Linked DNA regions of Mus musculus: all the other regions are linked to region 1. The links are chromatin contacts, called in public HiChIP or PLAC-seq, Micro-C and promoter capture Hi-C maps. All regions are on one chromosome and are shown on one strand. The core of a region is the stretch at or near the end of the contact, and the rest is flanking DNA. Distances in the headings are between cores, read along the strand shown.

What was found. Promoter capture Hi-C pulls out the DNA fragments that hold promoters and counts their contacts. A called contact is a pair of places that touch in the nucleus more often than the background predicts. HiChIP or PLAC-seq counts read pairs in DNA pulled down with a chosen protein or histone mark.
Region 2: an H3K4me3 HiChIP or PLAC-seq map of bone marrow-derived macrophages shows a contact between it and region 1, with 2.6 times the contacts expected there. The contact joins the enhancer-like site here to the promoter of Cdc42bpb in region 1. A contact is called at or near these places in 2 of 39 promoter capture datasets (cranial neural crest and embryonic stem cells), 1 of 484 Hi-C or Micro-C datasets (embryonic fibroblasts), 5 of 115 datasets of contacts at active chromatin or transcription factors (astrocytes, bone marrow-derived macrophages, embryonic stem cells and 2 more) and 1 of 9 other capture datasets (adipose tissue).
Region 3: a Micro-C map of embryonic stem cells shows a contact between it and region 1, with 2.4 times the contacts expected there. The contact joins the promoter of Klc1 here to the promoter of Cdc42bpb in region 1. A contact is called at or near these places in 1 of 484 Hi-C or Micro-C datasets (embryonic stem cells) and 1 of 115 datasets of contacts at active chromatin or transcription factors (pancreatic cancer cells).
Region 4: a contact with region 1 is called in a promoter capture Hi-C map of hippocampal neurons, with 2.1 times the contacts expected there. The contact joins the enhancer-like site here to the promoter of Cdc42bpb in region 1. A contact is called at or near these places in 2 of 39 promoter capture datasets (cranial neural crest and hippocampal neurons), 1 of 484 Hi-C or Micro-C datasets (cochlea) and 2 of 115 datasets of contacts at active chromatin or transcription factors (extraembryonic endoderm stem cells and microglia).
Region 5: a contact with region 1 is called in an H3K4me3 HiChIP or PLAC-seq map of embryonic stem cells, with 13 read pairs. The contact joins the promoter of Trmt61a here to the promoter of Cdc42bpb in region 1. A contact is called at or near these places in 2 of 484 Hi-C or Micro-C datasets (both in embryonic stem cells) and 3 of 115 datasets of contacts at active chromatin or transcription factors (embryonic stem cells and pancreatic cancer cells).
Region 6: a promoter capture Hi-C map of hippocampal neurons shows a contact between it and region 1, with 4 times the contacts expected there. The contact joins the enhancer-like site here to the promoter of Cdc42bpb in region 1. A contact is called at or near these places in 4 of 39 promoter capture datasets (3T3-L1-derived adipocytes, cranial neural crest, hippocampal neurons and 1 more), 4 of 484 Hi-C or Micro-C datasets (cochlea, forebrain, liver and 1 more) and 6 of 115 datasets of contacts at active chromatin or transcription factors (astrocytes, bone marrow-derived macrophages, embryonic forebrain and 3 more).

The regions. Positions count from the first base shown.
Region 1 is chr12:111,376,144-111,379,664 of GRCm38.p6, forward strand. It overlaps Cdc42bpb (CDC42 binding protein kinase beta), which reads right to left and starts at 1,575. Exons shown (of 37, transcript NM_183016.2): 1 at 954-1,575. The coding sequence starts at 1,128.
Region 2 is chr12:110,955,403-110,958,923 of GRCm38.p6, forward strand. The region is part of intron 17 of Tecpr2 (tectonin beta-propeller repeat containing 2); the gene reads left to right. Among named protein-coding and RNA genes, the nearest start is that of Ankrd9, 22 kb to the right of the region's middle. Within about 2 kb of position 1,834, at least 9 of the 459 cell types and tissues checked have an H3K27ac peak or open chromatin away from gene starts, as enhancers often do. A contact at or near this core is called in bone marrow-derived macrophages, where this site is marked.
Region 3 is chr12:111,756,988-111,760,508 of GRCm38.p6, forward strand. It overlaps Klc1 (kinesin light chain 1), which reads left to right and starts at 1,862. Exons shown (of 16, transcript NM_001025360.2): 1 at 1,862-2,055.
Region 4 is chr12:111,062,729-111,066,249 of GRCm38.p6, forward strand. The region is part of intron 2 of Rcor1 (REST corepressor 1); the gene reads left to right. Among named protein-coding and RNA genes, the nearest start is that of Rcor1, 25 kb to the left of the region's middle. Within about 2 kb of position 1,718, at least 9 of the 459 cell types and tissues checked have an H3K27ac peak or open chromatin away from gene starts, as enhancers often do. A contact at or near this core is called in hippocampal neurons, where this site is marked.
Region 5 is chr12:111,676,575-111,680,095 of GRCm38.p6, forward strand. Trmt61a (tRNA methyltransferase 61A) reads left to right here and starts at 1,531. Exons shown (of 4, transcript NM_001099793.1): 1 at 1,531-1,587; 2 at 2,029-2,388. The coding sequence starts at 2,058.
Region 6 is chr12:111,087,386-111,090,906 of GRCm38.p6, forward strand. All of the region lies in intron 3 of Rcor1 (REST corepressor 1), which reads left to right. Among named protein-coding and RNA genes, the nearest start is that of Rcor1, 50 kb to the left of the region's middle. Within about 2 kb of position 1,941, at least 107 of the 459 cell types and tissues checked have an H3K27ac peak or open chromatin away from gene starts, as enhancers often do. A contact at or near this core is called in astrocytes, bone marrow-derived macrophages, cochlea and 4 more, where this site is marked.

The DNA of each region.
Region 1 (3,521 bases), core at 325-2,824:
AGGCCTGCATGTGGAACACATTTGTTTCCTCCTGTAAATATCAACCTTATCTGTCCGGAAGATTAGAAATGACTGGTTCAAACTGCACAGTCTTAGCCCAATGACGAAAGCAACCAAGGACAAGATTTACAGAGCTGGACCTGAACCTAAATCACACTTCCTCCTCCTTAGTCCTTGTGAGGGAACTGAGGGTCTTAAGGGGAAATTACTGTCCGGGTTGGTTGAAACCTTACACTGTAGCCTGTCTTGAGAACTGTCAATGAATGACTTAATCAAGCATTCGTCCTAATAAAGCACAATAGATCATCCGATCTATGATTACTGCATTAGATCCCTAGATGAACCGAATACCCAAGATCAGATGTATAAGTTTTTAAGTGACAGTTCTAGCTGTCACACACACCCCGAAATATCACCAGTCTGACACGGTTACAATTAGGGAGTCGGGGGTTGGGGGTGTTGGGGGAGGGTTCTTGTATTTTATATAAAACCTTTAACAGTTAAAAACTGCTCGGACGTGCTAAAAGAAAGGGATATTCAAGCCGTGGACATCAAGGGGAGGTGGACAGGCTGTCACCTGGGTGGAGTCCTAGGGGCTGGGCTGTGGAACGAAGCCTTCGGAAGGCCCACCGAGCAGGGGCGGGTGGTGAGGAGGTGCAAAAGGCACAGAGGCTGCCCTCCCACCCGGTAGAGTCTAGGGCTAGGAGGGGTAGCTCCAGGCTCGACTCTGGACCCCAAAGGCTAGTCCGGGGCGGGGGCAGGGCGGATATCCCAGGGAGCGCTGCAGGAAATGATATCCAGACTGGGAGGGTGGGTCTAGGAAGCGGCCAGGGCGATGGCCGGGAGTGGGGGGAGTGCAAACGGAGGATGTGGCTCCGGAGCGCAGAACCAGGGAGGCCCGGCGCGGGTGCGAGCAGTGAGAGGCGCAGGGGGGCGAGCGGCACCTTACTCACCCCACTCGAGGAACTCCGCCACATACTTGTCGCGGCGCAGCGCCGAGTGGCTGCACTCGGTGTAAAGGCACACCAGCACGTCCAGCAGCGTCTCCACGCTCAGGGCGCTATCGTTGCGCCACGGCCCGTCCAGGAGCAGCTGCTCCAGCTTCTTGAGCCGCACCTTGGCCGACATGGTGCCGCGCGGCCCGCTCCCCACGCGCCGGCCTCTCTCCGTCCGTGCGCCCCGGCGTCAGAGCCAGCACTCCCCGGCCCGGCGGCCGCGCACCCCGGCGTCCAGTAGCCGCACAGTCCTTGTCGTCGCAGCCCGGCCTAGGCCGACATCTTGGGCTCCGTCCCGGCGGCACCGAGTCTGGGGCACCGGGCCCCGCGGGTCCATGGGCCGGTCTCCTCCCCTAGGCGCCGCCCGCACGCCGTCCCCGCCCTCGGCGCCTGGCCGCGCCCTCGCGCGCGCCGTCACCGACCCGGACCGCGGCGGAGCCCAGCACCGCGTACACCCGGCCGGCGCCCGAGCCCCGACCTCAGCCCGGCCAGCCGCCCAGCCCGCGACCTGCAAGCCAACCAGGGCGCGGCCAGCGCGGCGCAGCCAACCACCGCGGGGCCGATCGCCGCCGCGCTGACCTCAGCGCGACGCCCCGCCCTCGGCCCGCGGCGATCCTCCGCTCTTTGGGCCTCGCGGTTCGCCGTAGGGACGGTGTGGGGCGGGGTACCCAGTGCGAAACCGAGATTGCGGGTGGCGCACGCGCACAGGAGCGCGGGCGGGGCGCCCAGCCGCGCTGTGTGCGCCCTGGGTCCCATAGTTCGGCTCTGTTCCCGATCCTCGGGACCGACCCTCGTGGCCTAGCGAGGCAGCTGTCCGGCGCGACCCCCGGGTCATTACTGCTGGGTTTCGGTTGAGCTCGTCTGAGCTGTGAACCGACAGTGCTCTGGGTCCCAGTGCGCACGGGAGACGCGGGCGGGGCACCTGCCGGGAGGCTCCGGGGTCCGCTGGACGCGCGCTCCCCACTGGGCACGCGCCGCTGGGGATGCGCAGTGCCCTGTCTCATCGGTTCAGAGTCTACCCCGTGACTGATTATTAGGGTGTCGACCTGGTGGGGAGTAGACTGTTGTCTCCAGGCGAGTCGCCGCTTTCACTCAGTTGGACGGCTCAGAAGGTTGATGTAAAACATCCCTTATGACATCCCCAACCTCCGCAGAGGAGGAGCCCTTTGTGGACCCCAAGGTTGCTTCAAAAGAATGGGGGCTTGTGGTGCAGCAGAGGCGGGGCAGGTGGGGTTTGGAAGCCGGAAGCTGAGAGGAGCCTGAGGCAAAGCGCAGGGTGGAAAGCCGAATGGCGACTCCAGCAGGAAGCGACTGAAGAGTCCCTGCCTGCTGGGAATGATGTATGACTTGGTTGGGGTTACGAAGCACACACATAAGCCTCCAAACTGCCCTCAAAATTCACGCGCGTCAGTATGTGTGTGTATCTAACTTAGTTTTTAAGACGCAGGCAAAATAGCCCGGTATTGTAGGTTGGATAGAGCGAACCCTTGTCAGATCTTTATTATTGTGAAGGAATCTATACACATATAAAGTATATTCACGAGTTACTGCATGTGTGTGATGCCCAGTTGTTTAAACTTAAAAATTAAAGCCCAAGAGAATCATCCTACCCAAAACTAAAGTCTGAGCAGCCAACTGCATTTTTTTTTCCTTGACAGCCCTCTTGCTTTTTCTTTGTCCCGTAAGCTTGCCCACGAGAGTGTCTTCTTTGGCTGGCCCTGTCACACTTCCAGCCACTCCCAACGGACAACTCTGAGTCCCTTCTCTGATTGCATGCTGCTGGACTATTTAATCCCTCCAAATTAGGACTTTGCCCTTGCACCCCGGTACCAGTCTGAGGTGCCCAACCCAACTGCCTTCAGTGCGTCTGCTCATCCCAGATCTGTTTCCGCACTGCCTTTTAGGACGCCGTCCACCCCTGGGACAGATCAGACCCAGGTGTACTCTGTAAGCTTCCTTTGAACTTGAAACAGTGAGTATACTTGCGTGGTGGCACATGCCTTTAATCTCAGCACTCGGGAGGCAGAGGCAGGCGGATCTCTGAGTTCGAGGCCAGCCTGGTTTACAAAGTGAGTTCCAGGACAGCCAAGGCTATACAGAGAAAACCCTGTCTCTGAGAAAGAAAGAAAGAAAGAAAGAAAGAAAGAAAGAAAGAAAGAAAGAAAGAAAGAAAGAAAGAAAGCTTTCTGTAGTCAATTTCCTCTTGTGCATTTTAGTCAGTTTGGGAAAGGATTTGAGTTGCCACCCGGGAAGCCCTTTGCTCACTTGCCCTGTTCATAACTACTTTTACTTTGGTGCCTGCTTTTGGAGCATGAGGGCTAATATTTTAGAAAACAGAAAGTCTGTGACCAACAAGTTGAAGGGTGAGAGGCTTGGGTGCTGGCTCTTGCCTGAGGAAGCCTAGCTATGTATCTTCTATGTATGGCATCCATGAGAGCCCACCATGTCCTTACAGTAAACAGCTTTTAGATCAACACGCCAACCCTACTCCAAGCTAGCCTATCCCAACACCTCAAAATGTTCACA
Region 2 (3,521 bases), core at 584-3,083, 420 kb before region 1:
GATATTTGTTTGTTTTGGGTTTTTTTGTTTTGTTTTTGCTAGTTGCTCTAGAAGACCGAAATAAATAGGCTTGGTTCATGTACTAAGTATATTTCTCTTAAACCTTATGTGAGGAGAGAACGCAGTGGTTAAGACCACTGGCTGCTCTGCTAGAGGACCAGGGCTCAATTCCCAGCATCCTCATGGTGACTCATTAGCCATCCTTAACTCCAGTTTAATGGGATCCGATCTCCTCTTCTGGCCTCCTTGGGCAGCAGGCACACATGTAGCTTATAGAAATGCATCCAGAAATACATACACATATAAAACACATAATTAAAAAAACAAAAACAAAAACCTTAGGCTAGGTGATGGTGACCCATGCCTTTAATCTCAACACTTGGGAGACAGGTGGCAGATCTCTGTGAGTTCAAGGCCAGCCTGGTCTACAGAGTGAGTTCCAGGACAGCCAGGGCTACACGGAGAAACCCTGTCTGGAAAAACAACAACAAAAAACAAACAAACAAAAACTTGTGGGAGGCCATGACACCTCTAGGGTTATTTGCTCAGGCTCTGCTCATCTGTGTTCTGTAGCTCTGTTGGGAAAGATGTAAAGTTATCTTGTTTAGAGAGAACGGGGCAGGAAGACATCCTTATGGAGGCGGGAAAGAATCTAGAGTAATTTAAACAGAATGAATCCTAACGCTGCCCTGCACTTCCTCTGCATGTAGTAGCTTACCGAGCACAGGACGGCCATGTCAGGAGTTCCTGACAGGAACTCTCAGCACTTGCACGTGCTTGGCCTGGATGCTGGCTGTCAGCTGTACTGTTGAAGTCCCTGGCACCTGCCTGTGGGTGGCCTCCTCCACTCACTGTCAACACAGCCCTTCTCGTCTTTCTTTTACTGATGACTTTATATTATTTAAGAGTATTCAGCCAGGCCTGATAGTACAGCCTTGTAACCTTCGCTGCTTAGGAGGCTGAGGCAGGAGGATCTCAAATTCAAGGATTGCCTTGGTACAGAGTGAGACCAGGGTCACTGTGGGCAACTTGAGAGTAAGATCCAGTCTCCCTAGGTGTGCTAATGTTGGCACTTGGGGAAGTAGAAATAAAAGGAGTTGACAGTCATCCTCGGCTAATATGTAGTGAGTTCAAGGCCAGCCTGGGATAAGTGGGGCCTTGTATCAAGAAACCAAAAAGAAAAAAGAAATGGTTGGTGTGCTAGTGCACGCTTTACTCCCAGCCTTCATGAGGCAGAGGCAGGCGGACCACCAGTGACCAGGCTACCCTAGTCTACATGTCTGGAAGACAACCAGGCCTACATAAACCTGCCTACATAGCATAAAACTTACCTTCTCTAGTGTACTCTATGTGATACTGCAGGTTGTTTTTAGTGTGTTCACAAAGTTGTGCCTCACCACTATGCGATCCTGGAACACTTTCATCATCTCAAGAGCAGATCCTACCAATTAGACTCCTTTGCCCTCAGAAACCTCAAACCCAAAAGCCTATGGCTGCCCTGATCACTTCCTACTTTCTTTGTCTATACATTGCCTATCAATGGAATCCTCCCAAGGATCTGCCATCATCAGACTTCGTCCTTTGGGTGTTATATGCTCAGAGTTCGTCAGTGTCTTAGCACACCTCAGTTCTTGGGCTTTTATGACATAATAACTCCATCAGTGGAGACCACCGTTCAGTCATGCCTCAGCTGATGGATATTTGGCTTGCTTCTGCTTTCTAGCTGCTGTGAAGGCTCCCATCCACATTTGCCTACAAATCTTAGGGAGACGCTTCCTTCCGTTCTGCAGGGTGATCCTGCAGAATAGTTTGCTCTCTGAGAAACAGGAACTTCCTGTTTTCTGCAATGAGTCTTTCATTTGCCTTCTGCCAGCAGAATCTGAGAGTTTCAGTTTCTCTACATACTGGCCTCTCAATTTTGTTTTTTCTAAATTTTTCTATTTTTAGTCCATGTCAAATGGTGTTTGTTTGTTTGTTTGTTTGTTTGTTTGTGATGGGTCTCACTGGCTGGTCTGGCACTCTGTATGCAAACCAGGCTTGCCCTGAACTCGCACCAACAGGAAAACAGGCATGTGCAACCATACCTGCCCCTTCCCTCCTTTGGTCCCTGGGATATTTTGTCACAGCACCAAAACAAGTCCAGTGAACACAACTTCTCCTGTACTTACTTTCTTTCTTTCTTTCTTTCTTTCTTTCTTTCTTTCTTTCTTTCTTTCTTTCTTTCTCCTTGAGACAGAGTTTCTCTGTATAGCCCTGGCTGTCCTGGAACTCACTCTGTAGATAAGGTTGGCCTCGAACTCAGAAATTCGCCTTCCTCTGCCTCCCAAGTGCTGGGATTAAAGGCGTGCGCCACCACTGCCCAGCTCTCCTGCGCTTTGATTCCTGTGGTAGATGCTATGCTGTGGTGATACATAACCCTGTGTGTTGTGTATACTGTCAGGTTTGCTTTTCTGGTGCTATTGAGGAGTTTACCATCACATTCCCGAGGAACATTCATCTTTGCCTTCCTGTTCTGTAGGTAACTGGAGGTATAACTTAGTAGTAGAGCTTTTGCCAGCTATGCAGCAAGCCCTGCACTCAGTCCCCGTCACTGCTTTAAAGAAAGACATTGTTGAAATACTTCTCTTCTGTTTTGAAAGAGCTTATGGAGGATTGGTGTTATGGAGTTTTTAAGCATTTGTCAGAATTTATCAAGGTAATAATATTAGCCTGGGCTTGTGTGTGTGTGTGTGTGTGTGTGTGTGTGTTAGTTAGGAAAGAGTCATACTATGTAGCCCTAACTGGCATACTGTGTAGACCAAGCTGGCCTCAAACTCAAAGATTTACCTGCCTCTGCCTTTGGAATTCAACTTGCCTTTTTAAGTTTTGGTTTTTTTTTTTTATGTTTATGTGTCTATGTGGGTATCTACCATGTATGTGCCCAAAGAGGTCTAAAGGAGGCGTTAGATCTCCCAGTGCTCCAGTTACTGGTGGTTGTGAGCTGCCCAGTATGGTTATTGAAGTTCCAACTCAGGTTCTGAGCATGTCTTTATGAGAGTTGTCGTTGTCGTTGTTGTTATAGTTGTTCAATTTTTATTTTCTTTATCTATTTTGTATTATTACTATTGTGAGTGTATAGTGGATATGTGCGTGCTGTGGTGAGCTCAGTGGACATGTGCAAATCAGAGACGGCTTTCAGCTGGTGGTCTCCTGCTGTTGTGGGCTCCAGCTGAGGAGTGCAGGTCATCAGGTTTGTGCAGAGCGCAGTTACCTGCCGAGCCTTCTCTCCAGTCACGTTGTGACTGACCCAGGCTCTTACCTACTCTGTCTATTCTAGTCTTGACTCAGATTGAGCAGTTTCTGGTTTTTAGTAATTTGTTCATCTGTGTCATCTAACTTATTGGCATCCAGTTTCCATATGGTATTCTTATATATGGTATTCTCTTCCTTTTATTTCTGTATGATTGTAGGAATATCCTCTTTTATTTCTGATTTTAATAATTTATTTTTTTCTTTCCTTTTTTGCATGATATGTGTGTTCT
Region 3 (3,521 bases), core at 612-3,111, 380 kb after region 1:
GTGCTGGGTGGCCTTTGGGTGGTATAGCTGCTTGTATGCCATCTTTGCTTCTGTAAATAACCCTAATTTCAATGGCTCATCAAGCTGGACTGGGATGGACTTCTTTGCTCTGTTGATGTCCCATTTGGGGGGGGGGGTGAACAGATATTTATATATCTTTCAAAGATTCATATTCATGTATGTGCGGGTGTGCCCATGTATGCAGGTGTCACAGAGGCCAGAAGAGGTCCACAGGTACAGTGGAGCTGGAGTTAGAGGCTACTGTGGGCATTCACCCAATGTGCCTGCTGGAAACAGAACTCCAGTCCCCTGAAAGATCAGCAAGCATTCTTAACCGTTAGCCCCTGAAAGGATAGATGTCTCTTTATTTCTCCATGGGAAGTCACACAACAGTCTAGGCAGGGGGATGTTGAACTGGGTGTGGCAGAGAAAACTAAAGGACAGGTGAGGGCAGCTAGGGACAGGGTAAAGTGACCTTAGTACAACTAGGTCCTGTGGCCTTTGTAGACCAAGCTAAGGAGTTTTATGCTCATGCTGAGAGTGATGTATGTCTGCAGCAGGGTTGATTAGCTTGGTCTTTCCTCCTCCCCAACACAGCAGGGGTGCTCCTGTCTCAAGATTTAATGGAGTGTTCTACGCTGGTTCCGTGGTCCTGTTCTTTCCTGTGTGTGTCAGCACAATTTTCTGACCTTGGAGTTTGGGTCATGTGCCACTCCCTCACCACTCTGCCTGCAATTTTACTGTTTTCAACAAGTCAGATTCTGTTTGAGCTTGTTTTTTCTCATTGGAATGGGAGCTGGCCAGCAGACACCATCTGCCACTTTATGTACCTGGGTCTTCCTGTGAGAACCTTGGGAACTTAGTGGATATCAGTTGAAGGGGCAAAAGAACGAGATGATAAAGCTTGAACAAAGCAATGGCAGGGACAGATGAAACAAAAAAGCCCTTTGCTTGCTGAAGAAGTGTGTGCATATACAGGACTCGGAGGGGCAGTGATTGACCCATGGGAAAGAAATGGGCTCCCGCTTAGCCTACTCTTTTCTTTCCAACACCACCTGGGCAGGGGCCGTCATATGCTTTGTTCAGATGTATGGCAGTGGCTGAAGAGCCGGCGACACCCAACATCCAAGCAGCAGTTTGTGTGCTGGGGCAAGTGAAGCCTGCAGTAAAGACTGAACCCACAGCCTCTCCTTAGGCCAACATGGGCTGCTGCGCTCCCCACGGGAGCTGCCCCTTTATTGGCCAGCCTTTGAATTTTCTAGGAGGTCAAAGTAACTGGATCTGCTTGTTAAGATCAAAAGCACCTGCCTCCCTGATGTTGGTAGGTATAAGTGCAGGGTGGAGGACCGCAGCAGGTTCTGGGCAATACCATCAGAAGAGGGAAGCGTTTCCCAAGGTGGGGAGGCTGTGGGCATTCGCAACCCCTCCCCGTTAGTAATACAACCGCGCCATTCTGGAAACGTCTAAAGGCACCTGGAGGGTTCCCAAGCCGGTGGCAGGCAAGCTCGGCCTTGCCACTGACTCAGCGTCCCCTCCAACCCGCTGCTGAGTCAGGCCTGCAGTTGGGGTGCCAGGCGGCTGTGCGAGGCTCAGGAGCAACCTGAGCTGGCAAGCCTGCCCTTTGGGCCAGGCTGGAGGTCGAGCGAGAGCTGCGGCCAGGAGCGAGCCGCAGAGGGTGGGTCCTGGCCGCCTGGCGATCTTCCCGTCCTCCACGGGTGGAGGCGCGGCGAGGGAAGCCTCCCGGTCTGAGGCCACCACACACAGATTAGAGAGGCTCCTGGAGAGCTCCGGGCTGCGGACCCCAGCCTCAGTTTCCCCTGAGCCCCGCCCGGCGGCGCGAGGGCGGGTGACGTCACGGCGCACAGCATTGTGGGGCGGGCGCGGCGCCGGCGACGCCATTTTCGGCGGCGGAGGGTGGCGCGAGGCTGCGGAGCGCGGGTCAGGGTGAGGATGCTGCGGGGCGGCTGCGGAGGCGCCGCTTGCTGCTGAGGCGGCTGGGCTCTGCGCGGCCTCGGCCTGTGACAGCGCGACGAGCGCGACTCTCCCGATCGGACGGTGAGTGCGCGGCCTGGTCCCCGCCCCGCCCCGGGCTCCGCGCGGCTGGTGCGCAGTGCTCCAGACGCGGCCGCGACCCCTTCCCGCCTGCATCCTCCGGGCTGAGGCTTCTGGACCTTTCCGTCCACCGCCGCATCTGCACCCGGCCCTTCCAGGCTGCGATTTTGCTCCTCCGCCCGAACCCAGTCCCCTCCCTGGCCTTTCCATCCCTGTCTGCACCCTGGGGTTCCCTCTCCTCTCCGCTCCGTCCGCGCCCCTCCGTGCTCCGGTCTCTTGTCACCTCTGCCTGCGCGCCAGTAGTCTGCGGTCCTTGTCCTCTCTCAGCCTGTGCACATCCAGCAGGGGTTTCTGTCCTTTCTCCGCCTGCGCCTTTCTAGGCTCGGGTCTCTTGTCACCTCTCTGCGCTCCTCCAATCTGCGGTCCTTGTCCCTGTCTACCTGCGCCCCTGCTTTGGGTCCCTTCCCTGTCACTGGCTGCGCCCCTCCTGGCTGGGGTCTTTGTCGTCATCTCTCTGCCTGTACATCCAGGCTGAGGCTCTTCTCCCTTCCCTTCCTGTTCTGGTTCGGGTCCTGTCCTATCTCTGCCTGTCCCTCTCTGAGTTGAGGTCCTTGTCCCTTCTTCGTCCGTGACCCTCTAGGTTTGGGGCTCAGCTCTCTCTGCCTGCACTCTAGACTTCTGTTCCTGCCCCTTCTCTTCCACTCCCCTCCTGTGTCCCTCAGGCTTCTGTCCCATCTGTGTTCAGGGCCCCGCCCTGACTCGGGCCTCGGGGCGGGGGCGGCCTTCCAATGGCAGCTGTGGGCTTAAGGGACCCAAAGCCTGTCTGCTGAGGTCCTGAAGAGGTGGTGGTGGTGGTAGTGTGTGTGTTGGGGGTCAGCCGACTGGCTTTGTCTCAGGCCTCCCCGCCCTTCTAGCCCCCACCTCTCCCCGGCACCGCCCTGGGTGGCGTGCTGTCATGCTGTGGTCCATGGCCAGTGGCCAGCCAGTCTCTTTCTTTCAGTGGCCGGGTGTGGAATCTCCCTGTGACCTGAATGTGCCCGGCCTGGAGTGCTTTTCCTTGTTACATGTGGAGCCCCCTTCCCGTAAAAAAAAATTAAGGTGTTAATAAAGTAATATTAATATGTGACCGAGTGGATGGCATTATAATGAAGTTTGCAGGCCGTTTCCAGCTGTGTTGTGTTGGAATTGCTACTACCTGCTACTGTTATGTTATTGGTGATCTGGTGTACTTGCAAAAATGATGTCTTTAAAAAGCATGAGAACAAGAAATTTATATACCATTTAAACTGCTATGTTTTTGATTCTTTGCATTACTTAAATTCCAAGGCTCTTTATACGGTATGACAAAGCCTTAGGTCAGAATTAGCCTGGAATGCTTTGTAATAGGACAGTGAAACCCCATTAGGAAACTCGATCAACCTTGAGTCTCCTAAGCATGCCATAGTTAGGGATCTTCTACATGGAGGCCT
Region 4 (3,521 bases), core at 468-2,967, 310 kb before region 1:
CCAGAAGAGGGCGTCAGATCTCATTACAGATGGTTGTGAGCCACCATGTGGTTGCTGGGATTTGAACTCTGGACCTTCGGAAGAACAATCGGGTGCTCTTACCCCCTGAGCCATCTCACCAGCCCCATGTCTTTCTTTTTTGATGGTGAGATTCTCTGTCTGTGTAAAAGTTTTAACTGAAATGATTTTCTTTTTAACCAAAGTCTCACAGTATTGCCCAGGCTGCCTTGTGGGTCATCCTTGTCATTTAGACTTTGAACTCTCAACCCTCTGATCTCAAAAGTCTCAGCCTCTCATAGTGAATTCTGAGCCATATCTAGTTCTTGTTTGTTTGTCTGTCAGGAGAAAGGGTTTTTATTTTTTTATTTTATGGAAGTACATTGTCACTGTCTTCAGACACACCAGAAAGGGCGTCAGATCCCATTATAGATGGTTGTGAACCACCATGTGGTTGCTGGGAATTGAACTCAGGACCTCTGGAAGAGCAGCCAGTGCTCTTAACCACTGAGCCATCTCTCCAGCCCAGAAAGGTTATTTTTTCAAACAGATTTTGCTCACCAATAATTCCTTTATGTGATTAGTATTTTTACAGCTTATAGAAAAGTTATCTAAGATGTTATCTAAGGTGGTGGTGCATGCCTTTAATCCCAGCACTTGGGACACAGAGGCAGAGGTAGTGGATTTCTGAGTTCGAGGCCAGCCTGGTCTACAGGTGAGTTTCAGGACAGCCAGGGCTACACAGGAAAACCCTGTCTCGAAAAACCAAAAAAAAAAAAAAAAAAAAAAAAAAAAAAAGAAAAGAAGTTATCTTGCCCATGTGTGGAGAGCAGCACACAGCCTGCATTAAGAGGCAGATGCAGGAGAATTAGATGCTTGAGGCTGGGTGGGCCACACAGGATCCTATCAAATTAAAAAAAAATTTTCAACAATGTAAAATCCCCCTGTTCATTTGTTTTCTATGGCTGCTTTGGCAGAACTTTGGGGTTTTTTTTTTTGGTATTTTGGTTTTTGTTTTTTTAGAGTTCTAATCTTTTTGTTTTTGTTTTTTGAAACAGGGAACTCTATAGACCAGGCTGGCCTCAAACTCAGAAATCTACCTGCCTCTGCCTCTTGAGTCTTGGGTTCTTTTAGTTAATTAATTAATTAAGTAAGTAAGTAAATTAACCACTTGGCTAGTTCTCTTAATTTTAAGCACCAGAAATAAATATTTAAGCTTACAGTTGTCTTTTCCAAAATTTGGATTGTACACTTCTATTTCCTTAACTGTCAGTACTTAAAAAAAAGAGGAGTTTACAAAGCCAATAAGACCATTTAGCTTTCTTCCAGATTACAGATTTACAATGTAAAGCAGTTTCTACCTTGTTTTCAAGTTATTTTGACAAATTTGCTAGGTCATAAATACCAAGAAATCTGTGACCAGTTCTGGGAGTGGAACACAAGTAGAGAGTCTGAGGTCAGTGTCAGTGCAGGCAGAGATGTCGCTGCTGAAGCTGGGCTGTGGCAGGGTTAAGAAGGAGATCACAATGGAAGGGTTTTTGGAATTTGTGGGTTCTGATGGGAGCACAGTGGACAGTATTTTTACCTTTGGAGCGTTGCTTTCTACCCAAGCTGATTTATGATTCTCTTGGGATTCTTTTCCTGATTCATACAGCTGCCCCAGCTCTGTTCATGACTGTTTCCATGGGAACAGAAGTAGGATAACATACGTTTATAACCTGTTGCTAGGCAGATGTAGCTTGCAATATATTAAAATGTTCTCATTAAAAAGCATTTGAAAGTCTGGGGTATGGTAGAGAGCTTGCCTAGCATACAGCGTTTGGGTTTTGTCCTTAGTACTGCAGAAAAATAAGTGAGTGAGTGGATGGATGGATGGATGGGTGGGTGGGTGGGTGGATGGATGGATGGATGGATGGATGGATGGATGTGTGGGTGGATGGATGGATGGGTGGATGGATGGATGGATGGATGGATGTGTGGATGGATGGATGGATGTGTGGATGGATGGATGGATGGATGGATGGATGGATGGATGGATGGATGGATGGATGGATGGATGGATGGATGGATGGATGGATGGATGGATGGATGGATGGATGGATGGATGGATGGATGGATGGATGGATGGATGGATGGATGGATGGATGGATGGATGGATGGATGGATGGATGGATGGATGGATGGATGGATGGGTGGGTGGATGGATGGATGGGTGGATGGGTGGTAGAAGAGGCAAAGTGTTTGGTATTTGCCTTTAGTAGGGGAGGTAAGCAGGGTAGTTTAAAATTACAACTCCAAGATTATGAACTCTTCTGTGGTAAAATAGCTAGTCTTGTTTAGGCTCTAGTCTTACTTGCAGTAATTGATTAAATGTTTGAAATGGAAGGGGAATAATTGAAATAATTTTCTGAAAGCCTATCCCCTTAGATATTAAGTTGTGGTGTGTGTAGATTTAATGTGACAGTTGCCATGACCCAGTGTGTACATAGGATCTCAAAGTGGTCTTTCCCAGTTCTCCCGTCTTAGATGTGAGTGACTAGTCCGGAGGCCTGTGGATGTTAAGATACCTGTTTCTTTATTTGGTTAAATCTGTTGAATTATAATTTTTGAGTGGGTAATAATACTATTGATGGAGAGATGACTTGATTTCAGAAAGCATACATAGCGTGGATTGTGGTTACTGGGAACTGAACCTAGGTCCTCTGCAAGATCAAGTGCTCTTACCCACTGAGCCATCTCTGCTGCTCCAGTAACTACTGGTTTTTATTTGGTGCCCACATTACTCCAAATGTGACCCTTGAAGATAACGTCCTTTTCAGAAGTTATGCTGAACTTCAGGTTTTGCATGCGTCATTGCTTGTTAGTGTATTTATCTTATGTTTTCCTATGCATTCCTGATATCAGTTATTTCTGTAAGGAGCAGTCGTTTCTTTTATAGTGGAGATGAGTTACTAGAGAAACCAAGATCTGCTGAGTGTGGTGGCGCATGCCTTTAAACCCAGCACTCGGGAGGCAGAGGCAGGTGGATATCTGAGTTCGAGGCCAGCCTGGTCTACAGAGTGAGTTCCAGGGCAGCCAGGGCTACAAAGAGAAACCCTGTCTCGAAAAACTAAAAAAAAAAAAAAGAAAAAAGAAAAAAAAAGAAATCAAGATCTGAGCATCAGATAGGAACATATGCTGTCAGGGTGTTGATGGTCTATCTCTCTCTTAGGGCAGAGCCTGTAAGGAGTATGTGCACACGTCCAGTCATCTCACACACTTAGAAGCTGGGAGTCCCCACCATGCTGCTGTCTTGATTCAGAGCCTTAGTGTTTATGAACTGCCTTCTCTGTTTATTTGTAGCACCTGCCTCTGCTTCTCTCTTTACATTAAAAATAAAAAGATCTATCTGTGTGCATTGAGTGCAGTGCCTGCAGAGGTCAGGGGTCAGATCCCTGGGAGCTGTAAGCCAGCTGGGTGGGTGCTGGGAATTGAACTCGGAGCCTCAAGATGAGCAGTGTGTTCTCCTAGCCACTGAGCCATCT
Region 5 (3,521 bases), core at 281-2,780, 300 kb after region 1:
TGTAAGGAAGAGGATTCAATGACATGAGAGTGAACTGGCCACATGAAGCATCTGTTCTTATTAGAACTCAGTGCATAAACTGCGCTGGGAAATCTCCCCACCCTCACCTCACCAGCTAGGGTCTTAAGCTGCTGGTTCTGCTTGAAGACTCCAGGCTGAGGCTGGGCATAACAGATGACTAGTTCTGAGAAGATGGACTGTAGAAGAGGTACACAGGAAGAACTGAGAAGCCAGCAGTGGGCAAGTGGAACCAAGCCCCCCCCCCCCCCCCCGTTGAACTCATAGGTTGGGTGGGGATGTAATCAGGCCTGGTCTCCATGCCACCGAGAAGCTGAGGAAGAGGAACCTCCCAGGAGAAGTGAAAAGTCTAACTCTCCAGAGGGGCAATTAGGATGTGTATTGGGCTGTGCACCACCAAGGGAATGAAGTACCCTGTTAGAACAGGGGTTGTGGGGGCAGGGAGGATGGGATAAGGAGTTTCTGAAGGGAAGTCCTGGAAAGGGGAAAACATTTGAAATGTAAATAAATTATTCAATAAAGACGAAAAAAAGAAAGAAAAGGGTTGTGGGGCTGTGGATATGGCTGGGATGTCTCAGCTGAAGACATGGGCGACCAAGAAAAACCCTCACTGTCTGTCCTTCCAGGGCTATCATACTAAGGTCAATCAGGGCAGAAATTTGAGGAGGTCTGAAGTCAGGCACCTGAGTTTCTAGGGCAAGGACATCACAGGTTGGCCTAGCCTGGCCCCAGAGGATCCCTATAGGCTGGCGGGATTCTAGAAAAGGCAGGCTGGGTCAAAGTCTCTTCATGGAGAGTGCAGCCTTAAGCTGGTCACTGCTGCTGGTTCTGCATAGCTAACGTTTCCTTCTCTTCTTTTCTACCAGCTGAGGTGTGCAGGAAGGCTCTCCACTCTCTCTGCCCCATGCCTGCCTACTCCCCTCTCCACTGCACACCCGGAGGAAGAATCTTCCTTCACTTCATAGGCTCTCAAGATGCCAGGGATCCTGGAAAGGGACGCTTTGTGCCCTCCCCCTCAGGCAGGACCTGGCCTAGGGCCACTTTTGCAGAATACTCCAGACTAACTCTACTCCTTTTACTCGGCCCAGCCCTAGCCAAAGTCTTTGAGCTAACCCTCATCCCTTTGCCTGCGTTTCCACTTTATGGCATTTATTCTGGAGCCCAGACAGGGTGTTTCAGAGCTGTTTGCAATGACAAAAATGTCCTGGTGGGCCATAGTAGGGAGGTCCTGGGGTTACATAGTTGTCAAAGTGCTCTTTAGGGTCATGCGTATCCCGCGGGCAGACACTTCGTGCACCGGGCAGCCCTAAAAGGCCGCGCGCGGACAGGCCGCGGGCGAGCAGGGGACTTTTATTTCGCACAGCGCTCGGATCTCTTAGGCAACGTGCAAGCCTGCACAGAAGAACACAGCCGAAGAGACGCCAGCCAGAAAAGGTCCTCTGGGAGCACGCAAAGGACAGCGCGGCGACTCCCAGAGAGCCCTGCGTTGGTTTGACGTCATCAAAAAGCACCGGAAGTGCTACGGCCGCCGTGGAGCCACGTGTGGAGCCGGGAGCCGGTTTATGCTGCGTGAGTTTCCGAGCTGGGAGCGGCGCTCCGGGCTTGCTGGCAGGTCCCGTGCTGTTCGGCGGGAGGCCAGCCTTCCCTGCCGTCGGGAGCCCTCCGTGGAGACTCTGGGCAAGGGGCTACGGGGATTCCGGGCTCGGAGGTGGCTTCTCTCCCCTGCTGTGCACGCTATCAGAGGCTGCCGCCTTCACACTAGGGGATTCTGGTTCTTCATGTGTGGGAATCCTTGGGCTCCTGTCGCTGTGCACTCTCTTGTGTACTCCGAGAATAGAGACCTCCAGAAGGGCTCCATATGTTAGGCTAGAGTGCAGCTCTGTTGGGTTGGCTAAGCAAGTCCGCTAACCCTGCTCAGAACCCAGGCCCCACAGACCTCTCTGTCCAGACCACAGATCTTCATCCTGCCTCCTGGTCCTCTGACCTCACGTCCACACACCACTTCTCCAGGTCCCTGACCCTTGGCAAACGTTAACACCATGAGTTTCGTGGCATACGAGGAGCTGATCAAGGAAGGCGACACAGCCATCCTGTCACTGGGGCACGGCTCGATGGTAGCAGTGCGTGTGCAGCGTGGGGCACAGACCCAGACCCGGCATGGCGTCCTGAGGCACTCGGTGGACCTCATTGGCCGCCCATTTGGCTCCAAGGTGATTTGCAGCAGAGGCGGCTGGGTGTATGTGCTGCACCCCACTCCTGAGCTCTGGACAGTGAACCTGCCCCACCGCACGCAGATCCTCTACTCCACCGACATTGCCTTGATCACCATGATGCTGGAGCTGCGTCCCGGTTCTGTGGTCTGTGAATCAGGTGAGCTCCTCTGGTATGAGCTCAGATAAGACGGTTTGCAGCCGATCCTTCCTGCAGTTGTGCGCTGAACTACTTGGTTCTTCTAGCTTTTATTTAGCAACTCCGCTTGCAAGGGAGGGTGTGGCTGCAGGGAGTGAAGCCAGAAGCAGTACTAGCTGCTGTCATCGAAATGGCAGCTGATGGGAGCTAACCTGGGTTGGAGAAGAAAGAGGAGGAGGTGCCCTATGAGGTCGGAGCTGGGATTGCTTGATGCTGGCCAAGGTGCTGACTGCTTTTTTTCTAGGCCAGCTGCCCCTTCCTGGAGGGAGGCTGGATACTCCAGAGCTCATTGCAGAGAGAAGTCTGTCCCACACTTACAGCCAGGCCCTTCCCTAGTTCCATCGAAGATTAGCACTGTCACTGATACGAGGCCAGGTGGTAGCTAGAAGGGTCTGAGCTAGCTGTCTCTCACATGCCCACCCTTAGGTACTGAGGCCACTGGATGCAGCAATCTAGGCATACACCTCTGCCAAGAATGACCCCGGGGATCAGATGGCTAGATCCTTGGTGGTGTGTTTCTTGTGGGCTAAGAGGCTGAGGTCCAGAGTCACAAGAGTTCCCATTCTCCCGGTTGTTGCTGGCTTTCTATTCTTTCCCTCTGAAGCGAGAGAGCGGATAGCAGGTCAGCTCTGACAGCTCTCCTTTTGTACCTTGCATTAGGGGATATGCTATCCTGTCTCAGGCCTTTGCCCTGTTTCGGGCAACACAATCCTGTGCTCCCATGTGGTACCCGGTCCCTTCTCCGCCCTCTGAAAGACAGGACAGGCAGGAGGTTGGAACCAGTGCTTTGGTGAGGAACCTTGCTGGAAGTGGTCACCAAGCCTGGGTACTTGGAGCTGTGGAGGGAGCAGCTATAAGGATGAGTAGAAGAAGCCAGGCAGTGGTGGTGCAAACCTTTAATCCCAGCACTTGAGAGGCAGAGACAGGCGGATTTCCTGGTCTACAGAGTGAGTTCCAGGACAGCCAGGGCTACACAGAGAGACCCTGTCTCGAAAAACCAAAAAAAAAAAAAAAAAAAAAAAGAAAAGAAAAGAAAAAAAGAAGAAGGATGAGTGGTGACAGAGCTAGCCCTGGTCCTGGAGTCCATGACGTCA
Region 6 (3,521 bases), core at 691-3,190, 290 kb before region 1:
CAGTGGTGGTACACACCTTTAATCCCAATACTCTGAAAAGCCTGGTCTATAGAGCTCAGTTTCTGGTCAGCCAAAGCTACACAGAGAAACCCTGTCTCGAAAAGCCAACAAACAAAAATACAAATATACGTTAGGCACTGAAGGTGTTGCCTAGAGGCAGAAAATTGATTTAACATAGGAAAGGCCTAGATTTGTTTCTCAGGACTGAGAAAAGAAACATAAAAGGGATTGTGTTCAGTAGGAGAGCACTTGCCTGTCATGGATGGAAGGAACTTCAGGTGTGATTTCTAGCACTGCAAAAAAGAAATGTTGTGACAGAGTTGATTTGATAATTGTTTACACGTGTGTATCTTAAATGTTTTCCTAATACTCTATGAAGGACTGACGAAGAGTCTCATCCTTGTTCTGTAGTCGAGCAAAGGAGTTCAGCTAGCAGTTTCTCAGGAGAAGCCAAGGCTGCTTTCTTTCCATTCTGCTCAAGAATAGAGAGATGACGCACTGTCTTAGTCTATGCCGCCCTCTACCCCACCCTCCCTATTAAAGCCAGGCAGATCTTGAGTCTTTGAATTATTTCGTGCACAGCCAAGTACACACAGTTAATAAGGTTGCTGTGAGTGTTCAGCTCCCTGCTTAGGGACAGGTCTGGAAGAGTTGAAGGGATGTGTGTGTGTCTGACTATTTTGAGACAGGGTCTCACCATGTAGCTCTGGCTGGTCCGGAATTCACAGTGACGTCCAAACTGGCCGCATAGAGACTCACCTGCCTCCTGAGGGCTGAGGGTAAAGGTGTGCCTGGTCTGCTCACTCTTACACTGATATGCAAATGTGAGTTCTGGAAAAGAGGACAGAATTATCCAGTTACAGAGAAGTACACTTAAGACCTGAAGAGAACTTAGCCTCCTGCGCTGTGCGCTGGGATGGAGCAGTCATCTCTTGTCTCTCCATGGTGGTCTTCACTGGTGGCTGGGGAATGGGCACGCACGCAGTGGGAATAGTAACAAACAGCATAGTTATCTTGTTTCTGACTTGCCTTCTCTTGTTCCTTCAAGATAGTCAGGGTTCAGATGTTGGCTGTAGTAATGTCTTTGTCCACCAGGTGGCAGAACTGTTGTACGTAAATGTTCCTTTTGCTTCTATGTGAGTCTTAGGGATAACTTCTTTCATAATAATAAAAGGAAATGCCATGGTCTTTTTTTTTTTATCATACTCCATTGTTCTGGGGATTGAACCCAGAACCTTGTGCACACCAGGCATAACGCTCTACTGAGCAGCATCTCCAATCTTGTTATTACATTCTTTAGAAATGTTTGGCAGTCTCAATTTTAAGCCATGACAGAAATTACTGTAGTGTTTCCTTTGCAGTACCTAGTGCCACTGCAAACCGTTATAGTCTTTTTCTAAGCTCCATTAAGACCATAAGCTTTGTCCTCAGCCTGCCTTATGGTCTGAGCCTCCTACTCTGTAACCGACTCAGGATGACAGTTTCTGAATCTGCAGTGTCTGGGGGAGGGAAGGGTGAATTGGTTACCATAGCAGCTTTCATCTGTTCTTTCTTTTGCAATTGAATTTGAAACTCTTGCTACTCTAAGGACTTTGTTTCATTGGGTTAAAAATATTAACATAGAAACAAAGCGCAAGCCAAGGCATATTTTGTTACTTGCCTTTGGCCTCTATCACATTCCTTTGATCATGCTGTATTTTACTCTGTTCAAGCTACACCAAATAGTGAGTGAGTACTGCAACCCTAAAAAGCCATGGATTAATACAGTCTCTGTTTTATGATCACAGTGGTGCAGATCTGTCACCATCAGAGTTAATATCAGGTGGTTCTCCAGGCCTGTTTGGATATAATTGTCAAGTAAACAGCCCTGCACTGCGCCATGGTGGTGATGTCAGCGCAGACGGAGTCTGCCCAGTGCTGAGTCTGAGGCTTCTGACCTGCAGGCGGGTGTCAGTGGGAGTAGTCAGTCAGCGACAGGCCTCTCCTCTCCCAAGCGTGGGCAGGATGCCCTGGGGACAGAGCCACTGTGCTGCTGCTTAAGCTGTGTGACCTCTGTGGACCTCCTGCCTTGGTCCCCAAGAGGTTCTGCACAGGACCCCTCAGCCCCTTACAGAGACAGACACGGACTCTCCCCTGGAGAGATCCTCAGGGGACTTGTGTTTCTCCTGAGCCATTTCATTTCCTTTAAGCTCCTGTAAGCTTTTGTTCTTATGAGAGCAGAGTTGATTTTCTTAGGCGGAAAGTTTATTTTCATGGAAGGGCTTTTAACCATGAGGGAGTTTTTAGCTAATGCATATCTCCCATTTCATCGCTTGTACCAAATGCTGTCCTGTGCAAAGTAGGGTGGGGGGTAGGTGTCCACCTCTCTCAGAAAATCAGAGAAGTGAGGACCAGGTAGTGTAGCAGAGAGGCCTACCAAAATTAGTATTTGTGTAACTAACTCCGAAGAACATTTCAAGAAAAGCAAGAAGAGTGGATGCCCGTGGCTGATGTTCCCAGTTAGGCGACCGAGCTCTGCTGGGGACAGTGGACACTCAGTGTTCAAAACAAATTACAGTTGGGGTCTCTGGGTTTAAGACGAGCCTGGCCTACATACATAGCAAGTTCTAGGACATCCAGGGCTACGTAGAGAGACACTGTCACAAACAAATAGATGAAAAAGGAAAGGAAAGGAAAGGAAAGGAAAGGAAAGGAAAGGAAAGGAAAGGCAAGGCAAGGCAAGGCTAGGTTGGTGGACATGAGAGCGGAGCAACTCTGTCTTCATGGTAGCTGGCATTGGCTGGTTTGGGAAACTTGGCTGCTCTCTAGGCACACTACCTTGAACAACTGCACTTTAGTTTTAATTATTTAAATTTTGGGTGTGTATATTCACACTGTTGCAGGTGTAGAGGTCAGAGGGAAGCTTGCTGCATTGACCCTCTCCTTGTTCCAGGGTTCATGTGTGTGTGAGGACTGGCAATGAGTGCTTCTTTTTACCTCAAAGCCACCTTGCCAGACCACATTTTAATTTTTTAAAGCCCAGTCCTTTGGGTCACAGTCTTGAAGGTAAATCCAAAATGATAGTAACCGAAATTTTTATTAAATAGTAGAAACCTATAAGTTGCTATAGCGAAGCACTAAAAGCATTGCCACAAGTTCAAGGTCAGTCTTGACTTTTTTTGCGCAGTAAATAGAGGCAGAGCTTGGATTGGATCCTGACCCTTCATGAACATAGCTGGCCTGTGCTGTCTCTACTTTTGGGGGCAGATACCACCATCATTGACTTAGCAAACTGTCTTACCTTTGTTGTTTTTCTGTCTCTGTCTTCAGACACAGCAGAAGAGGGCATCAGACCCCATTACAGATGGTTGTGAGCCACCATGTGGTTGCTGGGAATTGAACTCGGGACCTGGAAGAGCTGACTCTTAACCTCTGAGCCTTCTCTCCAGCCCTTTTGATGAGTTATTTTTTTAGATTTATTTATTTTACTTTATGTGTATAAATGTTTGTCCACCTAAGTGTATTTGTGCCCTTTGGACCCT